Regions from separate parts of the Mus musculus genome. Here region 2 is linked to region 1. A link is a contact called in public promoter capture Hi-C data. All regions are on one chromosome and are shown on one strand. The core of a region is the stretch at or near the end of the contact, and the rest is flanking DNA. Distances in the headings are between cores, read along the strand shown. Region 1 holds the start of Dact2 (dishevelled-binding antagonist of beta-catenin 2). Region 2 overlaps Gm34916 (a long non-coding RNA gene).

Region 1 (5,509 bases), core at 1,592-4,091:
TTTGTTTTCCCTTCCCCCACAAGCGCTTCCATTTTTCCCGACCCCAGCAGAAAACCAAACCAAACCAAACCAAACCAAACAAGAACTTGATAGCATATTTGAAGGATAAAAAGGTCAAGATGTAGAGATTGAATCTAAGAGACTTCCTTCCTCTCCTCTCAGGCTAATAGTGAACAAAGGAAATGTGTTATGCATGAAGTACCCCTTCATGGCCTCCTGCAAACTTCACAGCACATCAGCCAGCAGTGAAGGGCCCTGCTCACAGATCTGGCTCATGATGCCATTGACAGTGACCCTGGAGAAATCTGGCCGGTCCCTCTGCCCTTGATCTCTCATCTGACCCCCATCTGCCCTCTGCGGGTTCACAGAACAAGCCAGTTAGTCCAAGGAAAACACCATTCACAGTTACGGAATCAGAGTGGCCGGCTCTTGCCACAGCGTTACCACCTGAGCCTGCCAAGGGCAGGGATGGCTGCATGCTGTCCCTTTCAGAACAAGTCAGGACCGGTTAACCCCTGTGGGATGATCCTCATATCGGTCTGCATCCTGTCTCCCCCGGGATGTAGCAGAGGCAAGATAGAATGTTTCAGCTTCTTGGCTTGGTGCCATGCAGCGAATGCTCCTACTTAAGCCCACGTGTGGGGGACTGAAAGGCCACTTTCTGTTACAAGTTTCTGTGAAAACATTCACCGGGCATCCTACTGTTTAAAGGGTCACCTGCAGCCGAGTGTGGGGTCAAGGGTCAGAGGGCATGGGATTTCATTAGCAGAGAAGTCTATCTTTTTGGTGTCAGCCATTAAGGGTCACTGATTTATCTAGCGAACAAAATTCCTCTAAGCAGCTGCTACTGAGTTCTCTTTGTGACTTTTGACACTGCAATTAGCAGGGTGTAGCCCATCTGATGGACACCAAATCCCTAGAAATGCTAAACCCATCCTTACTAGAGAATTGCTGCAGGATAACTGTTGAGGACTATAGGAGTCTTCCTTTTTCACACTAGAAGGAGGGCTGGGGGCCAGGTGAGCCAGCGGGAGGGCTATGTGCCGCGGTTTAAGCGGTTTAACTAGAAGGTACTGCAGCTCTTTCCCCGTTTTCTTTACTCAACAAGTAACATTGCTCCCATCCACCCCCACCCTCCCTCCACCCCACCCCCTACCCCACCCCGCATAAGAAACATGGTGAAGTGATAAAGCCACATAGAATTCAATTATTTTTCACTTTTCCCCCGTGAACCAAGTTTCAAGACAAAGCCAGTGTGTTCCTCCTGGTCTCCTGGAGAGGAGGGGGAGTGTGTCAACAAAAAGCTTGTTTGATCTCTCCACAGGCTCCTGGTAATTGGAGTGTGAGGGCTCACAGATTGGGTTTGTGTATTGCTGACGTGGGGGGGGGGGTTTAATCGTTAACCTTCAGGAACGGGTCATGCTTGTAACTCATCAGTGCGCCTGCCTGGCTGAGATCACGTGACCAGTGTGGAGCACCCCCACCCACCCCTAAAGACAGGCACCTGTTATAATGCCTTGGTCCCGTGGGTGCAACAGTGTACAGAGTCCAGTCCTCACCGGCCATGTCTCTCTCTGGGCAGCAGTTGGGTGTCTCAGACTGGAGGAGACTGTCAGCTGGATTCCGCCCTCAGCCAGATCTCTTACACTCAGGGAAGATTCCAGGTGTCCTGGGGAGTAGTGACTCAGACACTGGACTTCCTGATTCTTTAGACACAAACCCAACACTATTCTGAACTAAAGTTGATTGGAACACAGCAGTTTCACCCTGAACTTTACCAAGAGGCTACTTTCAACAGGACAGATCCAAATTTCACCGTGAAAAAAAAATCCCACTTAAAGAGTTGTGGACGCAACGCTATCACACTCTTTCGAGTGCGCACTATTTTGTTCTTTTAAAAATACTGCAGTACTGAGGGGAAGGAACCTTGAGCTGTTTCTAGAAATGGGTAGCAATTCTACTCCCGAGGGGCCCCAAGTGGTCTACAGAGGGGGACTCGATGGGCGCGGGTAGATGAGAAAGCGCCACTAATCCCCTCTCCCACGTTCCGCATACCGGAGGACACTCGTCTTATTTTTTTTTTTTTTTTAATGGGATCAGGTGACGTGCAATCTTGGAGACGATCCTCAGCGGGCAAGACTCCTCAATGACCCAAGCAAACCCAGTACAGTGCCCTGTGGCTCAAGTTCACGCAGTGTAGCCACGCAGTGTAGCCGGATGACCTGCTCCCGGGATGAGGTCAGTATGTGCGCAGACTCCTGCCAGGCGGAATGGAGCCCACGCTCCCCACCACAACAGCCTGTGTCTAGCCAGACTTGCGCGCCGCCGCACCAAGGTTGTGTCCGCCGCAGAGGCGGTGCGCAGTCAACCCCGGGTCCCGCGCGCGGCTCTCCAGCTCGCACCCCGCGGCGCGCTCCCCACGCAGCCGCGCATCTGCTCTTTCCGCTCGCACATTCCACGCAACTGCGCCCCGATCGCGCCCCAGCAGGTCCCTTCGGCCGCTCGCGCCCAACTTGCTCCTTACCAGCTGCTCCCGTAGCGCGGTCAGCGCCGCCTCCAGACGCAGCTCCTGGCCGCGGGGCCCTGGCGCAGGGTGCAGGCCCAGAGCTCCCCGCACGCGTGCTTGCTGCGTGGCTCGCAGCCCCTGAAGCTCCTGCAGCCCGGCCAGTGCGGCTCGTAGTCGCGCGCCCACCCTGCGGCGGTCCCAACCCGCGGGCCCCTGGCCGCTCGGTGCCCACATCTCCCGGACGCTCAACCGCCGCGCCGCGCGTCCCCGTCGCGTCTCCCCGCCCCCGGCTGCAGGTCGCTTAGGTGGGTTGGGACCTATCGCTGGCCGCGGAGGGCGGTGTTTGCGACGCCCGAGGTCACAGCGGCCGCCCCCTGCCCGCCCCGTCGACCGGCCGCGCCCTCGCCCAACCCCTGCGCCCCTGGGACCTATGAGCTCATCGGGGAAGGCCAAAAGCCCCTCCGCAGAGGGACAGAGAGGAGCTTAAGCATAGGCAAAGGTTTTGTTTAGGTTTTTAAATTTAAAAAAATTACAAAAGAAAAAAATTTACATTGCAAGACGCACGTTCCTATTTGTAAGCTGATTAAAATGGAAAATCCTATACCAGGTTCGCCAATGTACATGGAAAACCTGCGCTCGCTTCTCAGTACCGAGTCCAGCTTCACACACATGCTACGCACCTTTAAGGAAGCTTCTAGAAAGTTCCTGAGGTGTGCAGCTCTCACCATGGTGGTCACTTCAGCAACACTGTCTGGATCCCAGAAGCAAGCCGCACACTCTCAGTCGCCCCCACCTCCTTTACTCACTCCATGCTCAGAGCCCCCCAGCGGCCTCCTGTGGACACTGTCTTGAGTGGAATCCTGTTATCCGGGTCTTTTGCTGTTAGACTTCCGGGCGCGCCCATTTTGCAGCACTTTACTGGCCGAGTAGAGTATCTATAGTCTTCATGTTCCTCCAGTGATAAGTTAGGAAGAAGCTGTCATCCACTTCTGCACACAGGCAGGATGAAAATGCTTTTCTCTTCCTTGAGTGTCTACCGAAGGCAGGAATTGTTGAATCGCGGGTGGTTACTGAAGAGACCACTTTCCCGTGTTCTTACCATTTCCTCCCAAGCAGGGGTGGGAAGGTGCCTCCATCCAGAGCACCCAGGCCTGTGGAGTGTAGCTTGCAGTGATTCCTCGGGCAGGAGGAAGTTAAGTATCTTTTCCCTGTAGAATCGGTCATTCAGGTTCGCTACTTGCTTTAAGTTGGCTATCTCCTTAGTAACGAAGACCAGAGTCTCCTTTAAACTCTTTCCTTATTTGCAATTTCTTTCTTAGATACAGGATTCTCACAATGTTTTCTCCAGTCTACAGGTTTCTATTCATTTTACTTCCCTATTTTTGTTTTGTTTGGTTCTAAGACCGGGTCTTACTACAACAGAACTACTCCGTAGACCAGGCTGGTCTCCAAGGAACTCCAGCCTTCTGTGTGTACCTAGATCACAGCTTCGCAGCACTGAGCTTGGTTAAAGTTTTTACTCTTTATCTTTACCTCCTTGCACCAGTTTTCCCCGCTTTTTACTGCTTTCTGTGTGACGACTGAGAAGTCGCTGCCTGATTCGAAGCTACAGACTTCTAAGCTTTTGTAGTTTAAAGCTGATACTCTGAAGTCCTTCATCCTCTCAGGCTGAGCTCTGTCCTTGATCCTCCTGAGTCTCTTTCATTTTTCTGCAGACAGTGTAGCCCACTGCCCAACAGGAAACAGTGAGAGGTGTAGATCAATGGAGGGTCAGCTGATATGGAGAAGGAATTTCTGTTTTCTGTCATATTTATGCTTGTTCCAGGCTGTGTCAATGACTCACCTTTTCACTGGGTTCTGAAGTCTGGACACATAAGCTCTCCAGCCCTGTATCTTCTCACTACTGCCTCCTGCTCTGTGCCCTCCCTATTTCCACAGAATTTATGGGTCACGTGGCCAGTGTCTGCAAAGAAGACAGCATGGGTCTTGTTGGGGGATGCCCGGAACCTGTCAGTCAATAGGAAATATTACATTAAGTTGAGTGTTCTTGGTGCACAGACATGGGCCCCTTGCCACACAATCAGGTCCACTTTCAGTTTATTCAACCATGCCTCAGATTATCAGTAAGCCTTGTTCCCGTGTCCAATTTGTTTTTGAGGTTTTTTTTTTTTTAATTTTTATAGTGTTGTAAACCGTTTTCCAGTTTCATTTTTAGGTGTTCACTGCTGGGGCATAAGATTATTCTTGTGTGCTAATGCCTGTAACTATGCCCTGCCCTCACAGCATACCCTTTATAAAACAAGTAAAACTTCCTTTTAATCAGATGAGCAGACATGGGAGGGGGTAATGATGCCCACAGCTGGCAAGTGTGAGGAAACCCGTGTTCTCATAACTTACAGGTGGGTAATGGGGGTTGTGGGGGAGGGGTCCTGGAAGTCAACTGGGCAAGTGTCTCCAAAAGGCCTAAAATGAGTCTGTCCAGAGTTTTGTTCTGAAGAAGTGACTGAGACACCCACACTTGTGATGACTGGGGCTGAAGATTTGGACACACTGCGCTCAACTTGACTAAGTGTGCAGGTACAGTGTACAGTGTACAGTGAGCGGGATCCTTAGCCAGACACTGCTCTGTAGGGTGGTTTCTCAACTCTAACCTCTGTTTATAGGACAGGGCTTAATTAATTGTTTCTGAGTATTAACTACAGTACTTGAATAGGCATAGCATGGACTGAGCTGTGATGCCCTGTACAGTTTCCAGGATCCCTCTTGGACCTAATCTGCAGGCCTCCTTGCTGCCTGCTGCCCCCATGTGGTCGGCTCCTAACAGTGCACCCAGCCGTCCTTACAGCTTAAGGACCTTGCTGTCTCTGTTCTCAAAACCCTTTTTTGGCTTCCAACCTCACATGAGGTGGCCCTGTGTGCCTGTGGGACCTTCTTGCAGTTCACCTTCCAGGCTCTTGCCTTTCTTGTCTCTCTTGGCATCCTTCCATTGGGCTTGTCTTCTGG
Region 2 (5,509 bases), core at 1,412-3,911, 310 kb after region 1:
ATTAAAAACAATGACATCATAAAATTCACCGGCAAATGAATGGAACTAGAAAGTATCATCCTGAGTGAGGTAACCCAGTCACAAAGGAACACACATGGGAGTACTCAACTGATAAGTGGATATTAGGAATAAAAGCTCGGAATATCCAAGACACAACTCACTGACCACATGAAGCTCAAGAAGAAGGAAGGCCAAAGTGTGGATGCTTCTATGACATAGTGGAGTAGGACGAGGAATCTGGTGGCCTAGAGCTTGCTGGGGGAGCACGCCAGCTGCTCTATGCTCACAGCTGTGTCTGGCAAACAGTCTGAATTTCACAAAGTGGCTAAAGATTAGCTATAGCTTTCTGGTTTCCACAGTGCAAGCATGTATAATGTAAATGTGGTTTCATTTTGAAACTGAAGGTTCAATGTCTCCCTGACTAGCACTGGGCTCTGAGGGAAGAAGCAGGACTCCGTTAAGCAAAGTGAGCGAGGACTTTTTAGATAAGCATTTAGGAGTTCATTCCTTGGGTAATTTAAGAATTGACTATATTTTATAATGTATTTAGTTTAAAAGATATTTTACAATTTTAATCATCTTTTACTAAAGCATAGGCATGTGGTAAATTACAAATTGATGTACTTATGTCTATACCCCTCAGTGGAGATCTCTCAGGTCCCAAGAAACACCACACTGAAGTCACATGTGATGTATTGGTTGCAGCCTTCCCTTGCAAGTTCACAGCTCCTCCAGGACTGCTCTAGTGCACACTGCCTGCTGGCTGGGCATAGGTCATCTGTCCTTTGAGTTGTGTGTTGTTGCTTTGTGAGTGAGTTCATTGTCTGATCTAAGAATGACGTGTGCAGCCTGGTCAGAGGAGAGTGTACAGTACACCGGGGTTTCACTTGATCATTTATCAAGTCACCTTCTCTCTGGCAAGCCTTTTGAATGTACTAAGCCTCCATTTTCCTACTTGAGAAATGAAGGAATTTGATGAAAAATTTGCTTCTTGCTTCAATTCTAAAAATGTTATGATTCAAGTGAAGATTAAATTATGGGTGAGATTAGTAAGTTAAATCTAATAAATAAATAAAATAAAGTAAAATGTCTTGTGAGTACTGAGTCAAAAGGCTAGAGAGATCTATTTACCTATAGCTTCTTACTTTATGCTCAATAGCTTTGGCTTTTTTGTAGTAAATAAAGGGGCTTGAATTACAATCTGTTCAAATTTTTTTCTGAAAATTTCAATAGAGACAAAGAAGATAAAGTCAGTTCTCTCTAGGCTGCAGGGTTCCTGCCTGTAGCCCTTGCTTGAAGTTATCTGCTGCATCCCCAGCACGGTGGCATGCTGAGTTGAGTCCTAGACTAGAGGTGTGTGTGGTTTGATATAGCTGTTTCTACTTCCCACTTACGCCTCGCACAAGGGTCCCTCAGCCTGTGCCAAGAAGCTGTGGCCACCTCTTCCCAGAGTGGAGCTAAAGGAATGGTGGGCAAACCCACACATGTGGGTGGTGCAATGTGTATGGGGGCTCAAGGCATGGGACCAGAGGGACACGGGGGTAGAGATGAGTATAGTGTGTGTCTAAAGAAATCTTCTGTTTAGATTCACTTTTGATTGATGCTTGAGCACTAAAGATTCCATTGCCTACAGCAATGAGCCAATCTAAGGATTCCTCAGAGCCCATCGTCTGCCATGGAAGATGGGTTCGAAGATCTTAATAACTTGCAGATGATCGTTCACATGCAATAGGGGGTGGGGTCGGCCCTGAGGTTTAGACTAGAGTGAAGGAGGAAGAAAGGGGAGGAAGGGAGGGAGGGAGAGAGGCAGCGATTCAGTGAAAGACACATCAGATGCTGATCACAATCTGCTATCCTAGGTAAGCAAGAATGGTCCAAATATTAATGGCAAACATTGTCAGAACAAATAACCATGATAAAGACCCAATTATCTGTTTTCTACATGAAATCCACTTTCAGATGGGGTTATAAAGATACATTCAGATAACACGTGAAGCAATGGAGGAGATAGAGACTGTGCTAAAAATGAATTAAAAGTAATTGGAATGAACACACAAACTCCAAACAAAGTCAACAAGGGTGATGAGAGCTAAGGATCACTGAAGCAAGGGAGAGAGGGGAACAGTTTTCTGCAAGGTTTCTACTGTTTTCTAAACGTCCGGGAAAGAAAATCATATCAGGTTGAAAATGCTGAATAAAAAGAAGGGGATATTCTTCCAAAGACAGTGGTTTGCTTCTTAGCATTTGGGAGTTTAGGAATTTTAGGATTGGCCTGAACCATATGATGAGACCCCCATCTCAGAAGAAAACATGAAGAGGCAACATATAGAAACCGGACCTATGCCCTGAACAACCACACGCGTGATTCTGAGAACTTTGGAAATGAATCGTCTGCACGGGGCTGGAAGAGAACAAATTGTATGTTTGAATCACTACCTTTCAGGCTCTTTGGGTCCCAACCCCCAGGTCTGCTTAGTGCTTGGGATGTGGAGGGCCTTGCTCTACTCTGTAGCATTCTGCAGAACCGCTGAGTGCCAGATGGTGTTTATGCACGGGCTTGCAGACCTGATACAATCAATGAAGTCATAGGTACTGACCCCTCCAGGTGCATCCCGTCTGAAAGTGGAGACCTTCAAAGGCAGGTGGTAGATGGAGCTGTTGGCAGCGGGCCAAAGAATGTGCCCCACCAGCTGTGGAATGGCCCGGCTCTGAACACCCTCTCTTATTACAAGACGCTTGCCACATTCTATGGAATATGTTGGTCCTATAAACTGTAATCACTCAAGGCTCTTCCATGGGTCAGACTAAGACATGAGCTGGATGCCCAGTTCAGGACTGGCTCCAGGAGAGGAAAGAACTCAGAGCAAGAACTATCAAGTGCAGCAACCCCCAAGCCAGACTTGCTGTGGAATCAGAGATGTCAGCACTCGGTCTCTGGGTGGATTATAAGCCTGCTCTGTACTGCAGTGTAGCACGGGAACCACATTGTTACAATGGAGTCCACCTCCAGTGTGTGGCGAGAAGTGACTTTGCATATCATCAAGGATTGTTCTGCAGGGTTCCCGTGCAGCAAACTCATGCTACCTAAAGCAGTGTAAAGATCAGAGGCTTGTGTTCTGTTTAGAGCTAAAGTCGACACCTTCTAGTATTGTCAAGAAGGTTTCACAGACAGACAGAAAGACAGACAGATAGGCCAATAAGGTGCTTAGGCACTGCCAGGGTTGGAGAAGCCTGAACCTGTCTCTAGAGAATGAGACCCCATTTGATTTTTCTTTTTCTTAAACACCAAGAGGAGCTAACAGAGAATATGGTACGTGTAAGGGAAAGAGCTAGACCAGCCTTTTGCACGCCCCTCTCCCAACCTTGCTTGACTCTCACTCATAGGTGAGGATTTGTGTTTCTCTCGGTTCCAGTAAGGCTCATTCCTAAACGAACCATTGGAAACAATCCAACCAGTACTGGTTTCTCAGCGTACAACATTAACTTTAAAAAGATGAAAATAAGGTGTTACATACTCTGTTATGCACGCATCTCTACGAACACTTATAAACAAGCACAAGCCGAAGGGTATTCAAGATGGGAGCCATTATGAAATCCAATAACCGTTTCAGAAGTTTCCAACGTCCCTGAGCTGATCCGAGCAATTTGAAAAAGACCATTTCAAGCCGCTTCTAAATATAGAGAAGTGTACTAAGACAGCTTACAAATGTCATTCCAATATTTTTGAGTATGAATCTCAATTTATAATAAATGGAGATTTACAGAATCGTTCCCAGTTTCTGGCTCGTGCTGACATCAGGCAGTTATTAATGGCTAGGGTAAATGACATTTGAACATACTTTTTATTTATTTATTTTTTTGTGGGGAAGGTAACCCACATATTTAGAAGTTAGTTATATTTAGAAATGACATAAACTTTTGGAGCATTAGCAACAGAAGATCATGATAAATCCAACACTGAAATTACATTTACCCGTGTTTCCCCCGGCATCTGGTTCATATTTAGTGTCAGGGAGATTGGGCAGCAAAGGACTAAAAGAGTACCCGGCTCTGGCTCTCCCTCCACCTGCCTCCTCGAGTGTCCTCTCTGAGCCTGCTGCTGGGTAGGACTTTATCTTTCCTATTGTGGCCACAGTTAGGTGCAGGGCAGTGCAACACTGGAGATTGGAGACCTGGCCCCCAGACCCTGAGTGTGAGCAGCAGCTTCAGCTGGGGCTGGGCCTGATTCTCATTCCCATGTTCCCACTGGCCTCCTCTCTGTCCCGTCTTACTGCATGGTCTTCAAACCATCTCAATACATGAATTCCTGTGCGTGCTTTACTTTGGTTTAAACCCCACTGTGTCCTTTCTGTGCCTGTACAGAATTCCAGAGGTGTCCTTGGGTGACCTCAACGGGGGTCCACCTTGTAAAACTTTGACCTTAGGCCAGATGATGAACTCTTTTGCCTCAGTTTTCTTTTGGTGTGGTATTATTTCCATCATAGACTTACTATTTTAGTAAAGATTTAAAGGATAAATTAAATACAAAGAACTCAGCAGCAGGATTGCTAGCATTCAGAATGGATGGCTAGTACCAAAATGGTCTTTTTTTTTTTTTTTTTTTCCCATTACTTTTGTGGAAATGAAGGGGATGTTGGCAAAGGACGGGCAGGAGCTGAGAAGTAGCTTCACTGGTCCTCTTGGGGACTCAGCGGTGTTGATCTGGGTCCCTGGGGAGAATGGGTAGCACTGTCCTTCCCTGTCCACTATAAACCCAACTCTTTCCTAGGCCCCTACAACCCTGAGTTAATTAGTGTTTGATGGTACAGTCCCTGTGGACTCCTGGTTGACTCCCCAGTAGATATGTAGTCCTCTCTTCCTCCCAGATCACAGAGACACCGATCTCATTCCTGTCTTGAGAATCTATCACTAAATTGATAGATTTAAATTCCCTCCACTAAATTCCCTCCACTCCTTCCTGGGATAGCCTGATCTGTTGACAGTGACAGAGAGCTTAGGAATATCTGAGGTATGAAATCAAGGGCAAAAGCTTCAAGCATCCAGTAGTAACTTCTGAGATGTTAAATGTTTTTCTGAGCCGGGCACTGGTGACGCACGCCTTTAATCCCTGCAGGTGGGAGGCAGAGGCAGGCGGATTTCTGAGTTCGAGGCCAGCCTGGTCTACAGCGTGAGTTTCAGGACAGCCAGGGCTACACAGAGAAACCCTGTCTCGAAAACAAACCAACAAACAAAAATGTTTTTCTGACCTTAGCACGTATCCAGCTTACTAGTGGGTAGAACCTTCTGGGCGTGGCCCGTCAGGCACTTCATGTTAAGTCCGTCTGTCAATTTCTGCCCTGAGCAGTTTTCTTACTTCTGGTCTTACCTGACTGAAACAAGGCACCGTGCTCTGAGGCGGCAGGATGGAGGAGACTTCCAGAAGCCCGTGTAATGGGAGAATTAGATGAAAATACATAATTAAGATAAGGTTGCTATGCTTAGCGAGAAAATTTATGCAAATTACCTTGAA

The links. Promoter capture Hi-C pulls out the DNA fragments that hold promoters and counts their contacts.
Region 2: a promoter capture Hi-C map of cranial neural crest shows a contact between it and region 1. The contact joins the enhancer-like site here to the promoter of Dact2 in region 1. A contact is called at or near these places in 6 of 39 promoter capture datasets (cranial neural crest, embryonic stem cells, epiblast stem cells and 3 more), 2 of 15 datasets of contacts at CTCF or cohesin (both in the NIH/3T3 cell line), 2 of 484 Hi-C or Micro-C datasets (cortical neurons and palatal mesenchyme), 8 of 115 datasets of contacts at active chromatin or transcription factors (craniofacial prominence, differentiating embryonic stem cells, embryonic forebrain and 5 more) and 3 of 9 other capture datasets (adipose tissue, embryonic stem cells and pancreatic islet).

What each region holds. Positions count from the first base shown.
Region 1 is chr17:14,200,990-14,206,498 of GRCm38.p6, forward strand. Dact2 (dishevelled-binding antagonist of beta-catenin 2) reads right to left here and starts at 2,842. Exons shown (of 4, transcript NM_172826.3): 1 at 2,525-2,842. The coding sequence starts at 2,740. It overlaps Gm34510 (a long non-coding RNA gene), which reads left to right and starts at 2,718. Exons shown (of 3, transcript XR_001782252.2): 1 at 2,718-2,811.
Region 2 is chr17:14,508,035-14,513,543 of GRCm38.p6, forward strand. The region is part of intron 2 of Gm34916 (a long non-coding RNA gene); the gene reads right to left. Among named protein-coding and RNA genes, the nearest start is that of Gm34916, 12 kb to the right of the region's middle. Within about 2 kb of position 2,662, at least 12 of the 459 cell types and tissues checked have an H3K27ac peak or open chromatin away from gene starts, as enhancers often do.